3 separate regions of the Mus musculus genome follow, and all the other regions are linked to region 1. A link is a contact called in public promoter capture Hi-C data. All regions are on one chromosome and are shown on one strand. The core of a region is the stretch at or near the end of the contact, and the rest is flanking DNA. Distances in the headings are between cores, read along the strand shown. Region 1 holds the start of Tep1 (telomerase associated protein 1). Region 2 holds the start of Rnase9 (ribonuclease, RNase A family, 9 (non-active)). Region 3 holds the start of Rnase10 (ribonuclease, RNase A family, 10 (non-active)).

Region 1 (4,487 bases), core at 1,183-3,682:
CTAGTTTTCAGGCTATGCAGATCAGCTTGTGCCGTATGAGATATGTGAAGACCCTGGAGCAAGGGGCTGGTCAATGCAGTGCTCTTTACAGTGGGGAGAGTAGCTAGACATTGGTTTTCCAAAGAAAGGACGTCTGGATGACTAGACATATGTCCACATAGCTTCTCCAGAGGCTGGAGGTCAGGGAGCATGGTCAGGCACCGATTCTCCAAGGAGAGGATGTCTGGGTGGACAGATATATGCCCATCTATTCTCTCCGTGGGCTGGAGGTCAGAGAGCATGGTCAGACACTGGTTCTCCAAGGAAAGGATGTCTGAGTGGACAGATCTATGTCCATGTATTTTCTCCAGGGGCTGGAGGTCAGGGAGCATGGTCAGGCACCGGTTCTTCAAGGAGAGGATGTCTGAATGGCCAGGCACATGCCCACAGAGCTTCTCCATAGCTGAAGAACAATCAACATATGCCTAGAAGAAAAAAAACAGGTAATGAGATGCACTAGAAACATATCAACTCCATACTCATCTGTTTGTGCCAGTGATAGGCAACAAACAAATATTTCTACTTCTTAAAATTATGTTATTGTTATTATTATTATCGTGTGTGTGTGTGTGTGTGTGTGTGTGTGTGTGTGTGTGTGTGTGTGTATTGAGAGAGGGAGAGGGGAAGACAGGTGTGTCTATAAGTTTGGCCATGCGTGTCACAGCATGTGTGAGGCTGGAGGACAATCCTTGGGAGTTGGTTCTCTCCCCCTACAGTGGGATGTGGGGATTGAACTCCAGTGGTCGGTATTGCAGTGTTGTACAGCCATCACTTTTAACCATCTTGCTGCCCCCCCCCCTTTTAGATTTATCCAGGCGTAATTCTAAGGGGACAGGGGGGAAAAGGGAAAGCAAAAGCTTAGAGAGAAGCCTGGCATGGCATAGCGGTGACCTGTCTAGAATCACAGCTGAAAAGGAGACCATAAGAACATGGAGGCCAGCCTGGGCTACATAGCAAATTCCAGGTCCACGTGAGCACTGACACTCTCTTTCTCAAAAGAAAATGTGTCTTGCTATTCCTCTCATGTCCCTGTACTACAAGGAAAAAAAAAAAGTAGTGAGGGCTGGGCTGGCATACACCTGCACTCCCAGCACTTGAGGCCGAGGCAGAAGGGTTAGGAGTTCAAAGGTCATCCTTGGCTACATAGCAAGTTAAAAGATCAAAATCACCCTGGAATATAGGAGACTTTGTCCAAAAAAAAAAAAAAAAAAAAGGTGGGAAGCTAGAAAGATAGGTCAGTTGATAAAACATCTAGATGACAGTAAGGCTCAGTAGTCTATGACTGTAATCCCAACACTGAAAGGCAGGCAGATTCTTACATCAAGCTGGCCAGCCAGCCTACCAAAAGTAACTCGAGAAGCAATAGAATAAGACACCTGGTGTGGAGTTCTAGTCTCCACATACCCGTATATATATCCGCATATGCACATACTCTTGCACACACAAACAAACACATACACACATATACACACCCAACGAGTAATAAGGAATTTCAGAATTAATCCAATATGTATGTATGTATGTATGTATGTATGTATGTATGTATGTATTGAAACAAGGTCTCACTAAAAAGGTCTGACTGACCTGGAACTACTATACAGATTCCAACTCACAGAGAGCCACCTGCCTCTGCCTCCCCAGTGCTAGGATTAAGACATACACAGCCACATCTGGCATAATCCAAGAGTGAAAAACAAGTTCTCAATTAAAATTTTAAGTTAACAGAGAAATAAAGACATGTAATTTTTTTCCTCTCTGGAGTTTATAGAGATTCTGATTAACTTCTGAAAGCTTAAAAGTTCTTCCCCAAGTTCCAGAGATAACTGGTATTGATAGTTTTATACTGACATTCTGTGTATACACTAGTTTGTATGTATACCTGCCTCCACTCCTACCCCGGTCCCTTTTCTTTGGCCTTGCACCTGAAGCCATACTTCAGACGCTATTCTTTTCTTAGGAAGTCGTGGAGGCCTACCGCGTTGGCACCTTAGTGTCCATTACTGTTAAACGTGTCAGTCTAGTGAGTTTCTGTTGCCAAAAGTGATCACAACACTCTTCATTTGTTACAGTCACTCCCTCCTAGGATTCTTTAAGGCAAAAGGAACCCATTCTCTCTGAGCATCTATCCCTCCGCCCCACTAAGGCCACCCCACCTCCCTGCCAGCCGCCCGGAAGGACTAAGCGGCTGCACCACGCTCGCCCAGAGGTCCTTCCGGGAGTCCAGCTGACACAGGTCTCGGCCAGGGCTCTACCTGCGCTCAGGATTGGAAAAGCTGTGCGCAATGAGAGGCGCGTTGGTTCTCCGCAACGGGGAGCAGAAACCGGCCTGGGTCAGCCAGTGGACTGGTTGGAAGCAGAGAACTGAAAGAAAACCAACACCCTAGTGAGGCCAAGGGGTGAGGCTGGGCGAGGGAGGGGCGGGGCTGGGGGCAGGGCGGGGCTGAGGGCGGGGCTGCCGCGTGTAGGATATCGCAAATGCCGGGATTATAGGGTTGTGCTAACCACACCCGGTTTGATTTGCACAGTTTAGGGATTTATACTTCCGGCTAGGCCAACTTTACCAACCGAGTTGTATTTCCACCCAATACAATCATGCTCTGATGCTATTATGTATCCTGAAAATACCCCAGAGGCTTATGTGCTAAAATCATGCCAGCCTTGGGCAGCTGTTGGGAGGTGGTGAAACGTTTAGAAAGAAAGATCGCTGAGAGTGTGCCCTTGGCTGACCTTTGAAAGTCAGGCCCCTTCTCTCCCTTTTGCTTCCTTTCATCCACCATGAAAGTAAACAGTTTCGTCTGTCGCCACCCCACTCAATCCCACTCCACCCCATCCGTGAACTGCTTTGCCACAGGCCAAAGCAAGAGGGTCAAGAGATCCTTGACTGAAAACCTCTGAAAATATGATTCAGAATGGTGGCACACACATGTAATCCTAGTACTTAGAAGGCTCTGGCAGGAAGATCAAAGAGTTAACTCTACTCATGCTATTTGAGTTCATTATGTTATCTTTTTGTTACTGCGACAAACTACCTGAGATAATAAACCAAACCCTTTTGATTGTTTCTTTCTTTTTCAGACAGGGTCTCTCTATGTAACCCTGGATGTCCTGGAACTCACTGTTTAGACCAGGCTGGCTTCTGACTCACAGAGATCCGCCTGCCCCTGCCTCCCATCTCCTGGGATTTAAAGGCATACCCCACCACCAACCACCACGCCCAGCAACAAATTTTTTTAAATTTTGATTTTGGGGATTTGGGCTTTTATTTTTAGACAAGGTCTATCTATATAACCCCAGCTGGCCTGCAGCTCACTATGTAGACCAGGCTGCCCTCTAATGGCTCAGAAATGAAGAGAATCTGTTTTTGCAGAAGGCCTAGGTTCAGTACCCAGCACCCACATCATGCCTCACAACCATTGGTAACTCTAATTACCCATGGTGACCTCTTCTAAACTCCAAGAGCACTTGGCATGAAGGTGGTGCACAGACATACATAGAGGCAAAACTCATAAATACAAAGTGGAGTGTGTGGGTGGAGGTCTGTTTTGTATGTAAATTACTACTAGCCAGGTAATATACCCTTATAATTCCAGAGATTTTAAAGGCTGAAGCAGAAGGATCTCAAGTTCAAGCCAGATTCCTTAGGGAGCATTTGCCTCCATAAAATAAGTAAGTGAGTAAATAAATAAATATAAAAATGAAAAACCCCTAAAGATAAATAGTAATTTTAATAGATTTTGTTGTAGTTCCGAGACAGGATTTCTCTGTGTAGCCCTGGCTATCCTGGAACTCAGTCTGTAGACGAGGCTGGCCTTTAACTCAGAGATCTGCCTGCCTCTGCTTCCTGGGTGCTAGGATTAAAATGCATGCCACCATCTCATAGCCCCATGGATTTTTAATGTGCATGAATGACTGGCAGAATCATTCAAAGTTGTAAGCACAAGAATGCCCCTCACTGTAGAAGTGCTCTGCACAGTTACTAAGGGTCTAGCACTCTTAAGTCCCACCTACTAAATATTAAATGCTAAAAATTATCCTAATTGTGAGAAATAAATGTGTGTGTGGGGGGGAGAGAGAGAGAGAGTTCTAAAACCATCCCTAGAACGCAATACCATCCATATTAATAGCCATCAGTCTTAATTGACATCTCTCTATAGGGAAAGGGATGATGAGTCTACGATTCTTACCACAAGACTGAAAATCTAAAACCCAGGGCTATTCAAAGTTGCTAGCATGAGATGTTCTTTTTTGCTTTCTATTGCTGTGGTTTTAAAAAAAAATGAACAAACTGACAAAACAACTTGGGGAAGAAAAGGTTTATTTCTTCTACAGGTCTACCATCACCGTGGGAAGCCAAATTAGAGGACACATTAGAGGAATGCTGCTTACTGGCTGGCTTTCTGCTTCTGCTCATCTTGCCTGTACAGCCTAGGCCTGAATGCCATGGTGGT
Region 2 (4,487 bases), core at 900-3,399, 170 kb after region 1:
ATAAGTGTGTTAGTATTGAGTAGCAGATAAAGGAGGAAGTGTGAAAGGAAGAGACAGAGCTAGAGGAGAGTGGGAAGAAGTGAGGGGATATGGGGGGCAGTGGAGGTGGGAAGGAAATCAGCAAAAGGGGTAGAGGAAGGTTGTAGAGAGGGCAGACCACACCCACAGTGAAAGAAGAAAGTGGCTCTCTGGAGGACCTCTCCTGTTCTGTCTAAAACAAACACCTTTTTCCCACTTCCAGAAATTAATAATTTGTCCAGAAATGATCCAGCCTCCTCTTTTTGATCTTTCTCTGATGAGAAACACTGTCCATCTCAGGCCTTCACTCTCTTCTTGCTCACATCTGGTCAAAGATATCTTGAAGAAGAGGCCAAGGAAGGCCAGCAGCGGTGCATTAGACATACACTGAGCTGGCTCCTTGGCTGACTCTATTTCTGCTTCAATGCCAACTGCAATGTCTATTTTAAGGCCCTTCTCTGTGTTTTGCCACATCACACCACTCTTTTCCAAAGTCCTTCATCTCCTGTCTACTGTTTTCCTTGGTGATTCCTTCCGCCCCTGAGGTAATCTTTATCGTTCCTGTTTTAATTGTATCCCCACCCCCCAAACTCACTCCAGTTCACATCACTATTTATAGCTATGCTGACCTCAACAGTAGAGAATTCAGTTATTGTATTATTTGGATTTCTCTACATCTCTTCACCCCATAGTCTGCTGTTTCTATGTATAGGTCTTTATAAGTTTATGAGCAAATGTCTTTGCTTATCAATTCAACACTAAGCCGATGACATAAGATACAAGATAATTTTAAAGGAAAATATTGCATGCATCTTAGTGATGTCTGTCATGAAACCTTCCTGGTTAATTGTGATACATTTTAAAGATCTTTCTATAGGAAACTGAGGAGTGACAACATCTATCCATTAGACGATTCCAATTTGCTAAAATAAGCAACAAAGCCTAGTCTACAAACCAGTTTAGAGACCAGTCTTTTGTAGAGAACTTCTAGACCCAGTTGTCTTGTGTATTCCTATCCCAAATAGGACTGTTTTTCATTAATTCTCCAAGATCTTTCTCTCAGTGGAAAGCAAGGACCTTCTCTCTACTTGAAGTAGGCTTCTGAGACAGAATTTGCACGTGGCTTCCTACCTCAATTGTACCCATTGTTATCTATTGTTTCAGAGAAAGGGTGGATCGCTTTACTTAGAACTTGACAGCAGAGATACGAGTCTTCAGTGAGAATAAATCATTCTGAGTTAGGAAGAGAGAGTGAATCTGAGCAGCTCATAAGTACATTGTTGAAGTGAATTTAAATCTTAAAACAGTAACACAGATAGTAGTATAAGAAGTTGTACACGTCTTACCATAAGCTATGACAAAGACTTCCTATATATTTCCAACATTGGAACAGCCAAATTATAGAAGTTCTGTTTACTTTTTATTATTAGCATCTTCTCACTTCCCTCATGGCAACTATAGCAACCAAGAAACTCTAGCCCATGTGTAAGATAAGTAGGAATACAGTTGTGGCTAATTGCTTATTTGGATTTTTATCATATCCATTAGGAAAGGCCACAGAAATTTATAGAGAGAGTCAGAAGATGGGGGCACACAGTGGAAAATGGAGCGACTAGGAAAGTTAAACACAGAGGTACAGAGGGAGGAAAAGAAGTTGTATTTCAAACTGGTGGTGTTGAGTGGTCCTTCTACGTGAACATATACCTTCCTCCACATAATTTTTTCATACCTCCATCAATATCACCCTGTGAGAACCAGAGAGTTCAGCTCAAAACTCTGCAGTGAGAACACAGAGCATCTGGGGCATCTTGAGCAAGAGTGAGCAAATCGACACACACATGATCAATGGAGTCCAGGTGTACCCACTCACCGAGTGAGAACTCAGCAACAAAGTGGCCTTCAACAAATCTATCGCATTACAGTTTCTGTACGTTTCAAACCTGGGAGTGTCTAGGTAACAGGGAAAGAAATCATTATCAAGTTATCTTAAACACCAGAGAGCCTCGACTGACTCACAGAAGAGGGATGTCCAAGGGGCACAGGAGGAGGAAGCTAAAACTCTTCACCAGACTCTTGCCATCGTCTCCTCTCCACTTCTTTGTAGAACAAAAGTGCTCCTCTACGGGCGCTCTGTGGAATGGCAGGGCCAGGCACTGTCACTTTTGTACCCTCTTCTAGGGTCACAGTGTTCCCACTGTGCAGCCTTCCCCCACCTTCTTTCATCAAGGAAACTCACTCTTCTGATTGGCCTTGCCTCTGCCACTTGAGTAAATTGGCAATGTGGGGGTTTCTCACTGGTCAGCCATGCTCTTCTTGAGGAAAGAAAAGCAAAACCATGAAGAAAAGCCTAGCAGAACTTTAAATTGTTGACAAAAGCGCTGCTGGTACTGAGCAGAAAACCAGTGAGGGCCGTGGGCATTTGCGTGGGTGGAGAAGTCAGAACGCTGAACTCTGTCAACCTCATAGTTTTAATTATTATTGCATTTTAATTGTGTATGGGGGCATGTGCTCCACGGTGACATGTAGAGGTCAGAGGATGACTTTCGGGAGTTGCTTCTCGTTTTCTGTCATGTAGATTCCAGGAATTGAAATGAGCTCCTCAGGCGTGCTGAGCCATCTTACCAGCCCTATGTCTCCATCTTTTCCTTATCTCACCATTTTATTCAGTGGAAATATAGATTGCATACGAGGAAAAAAAAAGAGGTTTTGTTTTTGTTTTTGTTTTTGTTTTTTCAAGATAGGGTTTCTCTGTGTGGCCCTGGCTGTCCTGGAACTCACTCTGTAGACCAGGCTGGCCTCAAACTCAGAGATCTGCCTGCCTCTGCCTCCCAAATGCTGGGATTAAAGGTGTGTGCTACCACTGCCCAGCAAGAAAGAGATCGTAATAAAGTGTTATTTATGAATGAATTATTTCTTGCTAATTTCTTTTTTTTCTCAAGATTTATTTATTTTATCTTATATATGTAAGTACACTGTCACTGTCTTCAGACACACTAGAAGAGGGCACCAGATCCCATTACAGATGGTTGTGAGCCACCATGTGATTGCTGGGAATTGAACTCAGCACCTCTGGAAGAGCAGTCAGTGCTCTTAACCTCTGAGCCATATCTCCAGCCCTCTTGCTAATTTCCTAATCTTAGTTTCACTACTATAAATGTTGGAACTCAAAAGAGATTTTAGCACTACAATATGCTTTTAAGATTCCAAGCATCCCTGGTTAAATTTTGTAAGGAAATTCCAGGTTTTAATTGCACCAAATGGATTATTTTCGCAAATATTTTGAAGCAATGTTGTTTGTCTTAAACATTCACCTCAAAACCTAAAGGAGGACAAAGACCGCACTGAGTGAAGAAAATCTGAACAGCCTGAGTCCAGAGTGGATAGCCAGGAGGTCAAACACATTGTTAACTCAGTTCACAGCGCTTCTTCCTCTAAGGTGAATGGTAAGTGCTTGAGCTTGTGAGACATGCAGAATAAACCTACAAGAAACAAAAATTCTCATTGATTGAAAGTCAACTTTCAAACATAAGTACAGAGTAATTTTCATATCTCACTTTGGAACAATGAAGTCAATCCAGCACAGAGGCGGCAGAATCTCTTCACACGTGTCATGCTTTTTGCAAATTAATTTTCACTAATGCTTTGTCTAGCTTTTTAAAGCACAAGGCTATATAAAAATGTAACAGATAGTGATAAGTAGAAACCTGCTACATTTTTCTGTGAGTCATTGTGACCCCAGACGATGTAGACTTCTTATTCAACCCCTAGCTATGGCTTGCTTTCTATTCTCTTTCCCCTCTGAAGTCAAAGATGGAATAAAGATGAAATATGTAATGTGTAAGGTTAAAATTCTGACAAATTGGGGTTTTGGTTAAATAATGGGTAGATGAAGACAAAATACTATAAATCTCCATACCTCACATAACACACACACATACATCCCACACAGACACAGATATACTTACATAAACCACGCACAGGCACACACAAGGCGCCATATGAATTCTTCAACTTACATAGCATAGGAAATAAAGTAATTTTCAAAGATAAAAATTGTTTTTTTAAAGAACAAAACAAAATCTTTTTCATAATTTGAGGTAAGACATATCCTTCCTACACAAGACAGAAAGCTTAGGCATAAAATAACCTATGGTAGCTGATCTTCCACTTTTAAGGATGGAATCATACCTGTCTGGATACACAACATCACATCAGAAAGAAAGGGCAAACCCAGCAAATATTCTAACAGCCAATGGATGGCAAAAAAGGAAACTCAAGACCAGCATGAGCTTGCAACTGTGCGTATAGTGTACTATTACTTCTCAATTTAGAGAAAAGGCAGATAGTATCCGTGAGTATGTGTGTGAATATACGCTTATGTGTATGTATGTGCCACTTGTGTGTGCATATGTGCATAAATGTATGTGTTTAAGTGTGTGCTCATACCTGTATGTGTGTGAATGTGTGTG
Region 3 (4,487 bases), core at 772-3,271, 140 kb after region 1:
CTACAGAGAAACCCTGACTCGAAAAACCAAAAAAAAAAAAAAAAAAAAAAAAAAAAAAAGAGAAAGGGCTAACGAGTTATAAGGATGAATTATGATCAGGCTTATGTGAGTTCATTCTACAGATGTGAGTTGTTCCAATAACCAAGCCTGGCTTCATGGTCCCTTCCTGTAATCCCAGTACTGAGAGGCTGAGGTAAGAGAAATGACACAAATTCATGGCCAACCTGTGCTACACAGTGAGATTTTGTCTCCAAAACACCAAATAAGTAAATTAAATAACTTAAATTACTTATGCATTTGAGATCACTTCTCTTCTCAGGAGTAACCAACTGCTCTCTAGAGCCATGAGAAAAACAGCATAGACTAGAGCCAGTTATCACTCTCTTTATGCAGGTAGTATAAGATGTTGACACAAGACCACAGCTCTCATCTTGAAGGGGATAAAAGATAGCCATTTTGAGTGGTTGTGGGCCAGGAACACAGGTTTAGGTTAGCCCAAATTCCATGTTCCAATGTAGAAGCTGTTTTATGAACTTGGTAGTTTTATAGGATGATTAAGGCTGAAATCGAGGCAGATTTAAAATACATTGGTGGGTACCTCAGGGAGGCAGGGGCAGTGGAATGGGAGGAGCCGTTTTACAGGTGGAAGATGCTATCTGATGATATCCTGGGGCTGGTAGAAGCTAGTGCTCTGCTAAGTCAATAGATTCCAAAAGATTTCTGGTAGTCACAAGATGTTAGTTCCAACACAGATACAGGCAAGAAATGGCAGTTCTGGAAGGCTAGAACTAGTCCAAGATAAAGTAATAAGGTAAGTCTCTCCACAGTACTATACTTCTAACCAGTCAGTCTCTGCAGCCATAGCTTCTTTCTGGAGATTTTGTTCACAAAGACAAGGAGCAATGGGTGGCAGCTGGCAAAGCAGGAACCCATCCCCCGCCCTCCGTATTCTGCTAATCGCTGAACATCTCAAGGCTTCAAGTTTATTATAAAACTGGGGGAATAATTCTAACCTCCTCTGGTAAAGAAGTCCGGAAGGCCACATGAGGTCACTACTGTGCAAGTGAACTAAAATGTAAAACCATCTATCTGAATCCTCAGACCGCAGCAGCTCCTTCATGTGATTTACAAAGAAGGCCTTTTCCTTTACCTGAAGAAGACTTTGTGCCAGTCTTAATGCAGTTAGTTTAGCAGGGAGCAAGGTGAGGTTTTAGTCTCTACTTACACTTTTGTTGACCATTTGAGAATGAACTGTAGCTCAAAAGGCCAAAAACCAAACAAACAAAAGGAAAAACAAAAACAACCTCCCCCCCCCCCCAAAGCCTGTAGACAGCAGAACTCTGAGCTCACCACTTGGGTCTCCTGCATAATGACTACAGAAAGCATGCGTCTCGGGAGATGATCATCGTCATCATCTGGAGATGATCTGTGCCGTGCCTTATCAGTCCCAGATGCTCAGCCTTCAGCTGGAGAAAGGAACATCTATTGGACACGGTGACCTCACTGGTTTAGTTCACCACATGTAGGAGCTGATTGATGAGTTGTTCTGCTTTCATGTTCCTTTTCAAGAGCCAAATAACTACATTTACAAAATCTGGATTTTTTTTTCCCCACTGCAAATAATCAAATGAAGTCATGCTACCCTTGCAAAAATGTGAAAAGCAGTATTGGAAAGGTGCCGCAAACAAAAATAAAAACAAGACGCCAGATACTACCATTCCAGAAGTGATGGGAAAGGGCTGAAGGCAGTATGTGTAGAAAACAAGACAATCAGGCTTGGGACTCAGGCACAAGGTGAGACTGTTCTAAACCACAGGTCAGTGGGCGGAACTCAGAGTAGAACAGTTGATGGAATACAACTGTCTGCAGTTCTTCCAGGTAGAGGATACTTCCTGTCGTTTGCTTAAATTTCTTTACTTCAAAGTGTTTGTGGGAGCAGAAAGACACATTAGCTGAGTGTGTCCATTCTGTGCTGGGAAGGAAAGAAGGGGAGAGGCATGGGTTCAGGAGATCCGGCTGTGTTTAAAAGCCCTCAGCACACAAGGAGATAGCTACTTGTATGGAGAGCAGTTTCTGGGTACAGCTCACAGAGAAGGACGCTCTAGGAGAGCAGAACTGGGGACATAGGAAGAGCCAAGACTATCTAAAGCTGCTTACAAGTGTAGGTAAGCCACGTCAGGGTCGGGTACCTCAGAGAGCAAAGCCGGGGCCTCATGTATTCTAGGCAAGATCTCTAGCAGCTGAGCCACATCCACAGCCCATTCAGTTTCATTCTCTTGAAATTTCTTTCTCTCCTCTTCTTTAAAACAAAAACAAGCTCTGGCAAGTTTTTACTAAAGGAAATCTTTCCTGGTTTATCTCACCAGTCTGCTCTGGCAAGCTTCTAACAACGTCAGAGTCACTTGAGTCAATGACAGCCAGTGTGCACACTCTGCAGTATTTTCCACATGCTGTGCCAATGTAATGTTATTGCCACTGTAATGATGGATGCTAGTTTTTGGCCAAGATAAATTCTATGTGAGATTTCCTCAGCGCTGGGTGACTGTTGAGCAAGAAGGCCAACCGTGCCCTTCCCCGAGTCCTCGGCTTCAGAGTCTGCTCACACACAGCATGCACTTTCCACGTTTCATAACAAGTTTAACAATTTGGAGCCCAGAGCTGTTGACTGCAAAGACTGTAACTTCCTTTCAGCTACATCTTCCTGCCTTAGTTCTGGGATGGCCCCCAACCAAGAGCGGCTGCCAAAATAGCTGGAGCCTGAGAAAGCCGTACTGCATTTCTTCCCTAACCACAAATAGAAATACAAATGACAAGATGTAGCAGAGGCCTGGGCTGACTGCACATTTCTGCAGCTTTACTTTAGGAGTGAGAACGAACCCATTTCTCTTTCAGTTCATTTTTATTCCTTTTTGGGAAAAGGGTAATAATAACAAGCAAAATAAATCTGGGATAAAAATGGACACAATGCTTCCTAGAGCAAGGTTGTCTCTAAGAATTTCTCTGTACTCATTTGGCTTAGCTACTCTCTTTGGTGATTCGAGAATAATTTCTGTTTAAGAATCGGTGGGCGGGGGCTAGAGAGGATGGAGTGGCATCAAGTTTCCTCACTGATTACTCAGACAAGGACCAGCTTACAGTCACTTCTGTTAGCCACTTTCCAATCCTCAAGACCCACACAGGAATGGGGAATGTGAGGAGAAGGGGCAGAAGAAGTGTTCAAGAAAGAGATTCATTTCCTTAGGTAGGTGGAGTAACGGGGAGAATTCAGTGGAGTACTCAAGGTCTATTTTGCTGGCGTTGGCCAACCATGGCAGGGGCCAGAGTTTATCTCTACATCACGCCTTCATTTTCCTCTTCTTCTTCAGGCAAAATGAAGGTGACACTGGTGCATCTGTTGTTCATGATGTTGCTGCTGTTGCTAGGCCTAGGGCTGGGGCTGGGCCTGGGCCTTCACATGGCAGCTGCCGTCCTGGAGGATCAGCCACTGAATGAATTTTGGCCCAGTGACTCCCAGAATACTGAAGAGGGAGAGGGCATCTGGACCACAGAAGGTCTGGCACTTGGCTACAAAGAAATGGCACAACCTGTCTGGCCAGAAGAGGCTGTCCTCAGTGAAGATGAAGTGGGGGGAAGCAGGATGCTGAGGGCTGAGCCCCGCTTTCAGAGCAAACAAGACTACCTTAAGTTTGACTTGAGTGTCAGGGACTGTAATACCATGATGGCACACAAGATAAAGGAGCCTAATCAGAGCTGCATAAACCAGTACACGTTCATCCATGAGGACCCAAACACAGTCAAAGCTGTCTGTAACGGTTCCCTGGTTGACTGTGACCTCAAGGGGGGCAAATGTTACAAAAGTCCCCGGCCTTTTGATCTGACATTGTGCAAATTGGCCAAACCAGGCCAAGTCACTCCCAACTGTCACTATCTGACTTACATAACCGAAAAGGTCATTTTCATGACATGCAATGACAAGAAACAACTGGAGACTAAATGAAGCACCTTGTGCCTTTCCCTTCTCTTCGGCCCGTTGCCTCTCTTCTCTTGGATTTCCATTCACTGATGCTTCTGTCCCCTCCTTGGGTTTGCTAACTATAGAGAAGATCCTGGGAGGAGAGAATGGACCATCTCTGATTTTTGACTTCTGAAAATATAATTATTCTTTGTATTGGGGTGGGGAGGTGTCATTCAACTTGCATTTTTGTTCTGGGGGTCTGAAATGGCAAAGAATAATGCTTAGTTTCTCCTAGATATCTCTCACCTTCAATCCCTGTCCTACAAAGGCCAAACTCTAGACCCTACCTTAGCCATGGTCATCAGCTTGATCCCTGGATTGAGTACACCTTGGGTGTAGACTAGAAGAGTTTAATGCCTCCTTTATCTACCTCCTTCCCTGCTACTTACATAGGGACTCTACATGCTACCTACTTGTGGTAATCACAGACTTCTGGGCCCTATACAATGCAACACACTTCTCTGCTGCAGAT

Evidence for each region. Promoter capture Hi-C pulls out the DNA fragments that hold promoters and counts their contacts. Capture Hi-C pulls out chosen DNA fragments and counts their contacts.
Region 2: a promoter capture Hi-C map of hematopoietic stem and progenitor cells shows a contact between it and region 1. The contact joins the promoter of Rnase9 here to the promoter of Tep1 in region 1. A contact is called at or near these places in 24 of 39 promoter capture datasets (3T3-L1-derived adipocytes, the C10 cell line, the HPC-7 cell line and 16 more), 7 of 484 Hi-C or Micro-C datasets (embryonic fibroblasts, embryonic stem cells, granulocyte-monocyte progenitors and 3 more), 2 of 115 datasets of contacts at active chromatin or transcription factors (the 230-238 cell line and bone marrow-derived macrophages) and 4 of 9 other capture datasets (adipose tissue, embryonic stem cells, liver and 1 more).
Region 3: a contact with region 1 is called in a promoter capture Hi-C map of adipose tissue. The contact joins the promoter of Rnase10 here to the promoter of Tep1 in region 1. A contact is called at or near these places in 14 of 39 promoter capture datasets (the 3T3-L1 cell line, 3T3-L1-derived adipocytes, the C10 cell line and 8 more), 1 of 484 Hi-C or Micro-C datasets (beige adipocytes), 1 of 115 datasets of contacts at active chromatin or transcription factors (microglia) and 3 of 9 other capture datasets (adipose tissue, liver and pancreatic islet).

What each region holds. Positions count from the first base shown.
Region 1 is chr14:50,868,122-50,872,608 of GRCm38.p6, forward strand. It overlaps Tep1 (telomerase associated protein 1), which reads right to left and starts at 2,433. Exons shown (of 55, transcript NM_009351.2): 1 at 2,292-2,433; 2 at 1-464. The coding sequence starts at 440. It overlaps Gm26782 (a long non-coding RNA gene), which reads left to right and starts at 2,175. Exons shown (of 3, transcript XR_874615.2): 1 at 2,175-2,435.
Region 2 is chr14:51,039,718-51,044,204 of GRCm38.p6, forward strand. Rnase9 (ribonuclease, RNase A family, 9 (non-active)) reads right to left here and starts at 2,150. Exons shown (of 2, transcript NM_183032.2): 1 at 2,035-2,150.
Region 3 is chr14:51,005,908-51,010,394 of GRCm38.p6, forward strand. It overlaps Rnase10 (ribonuclease, RNase A family, 10 (non-active)), which reads left to right and starts at 2,022. Exons shown (of 2, transcript NM_029145.3): 1 at 2,022-2,165; 2 at 3,366-4,487. The coding sequence starts at 2,060. The coding sequence ends at 3,997.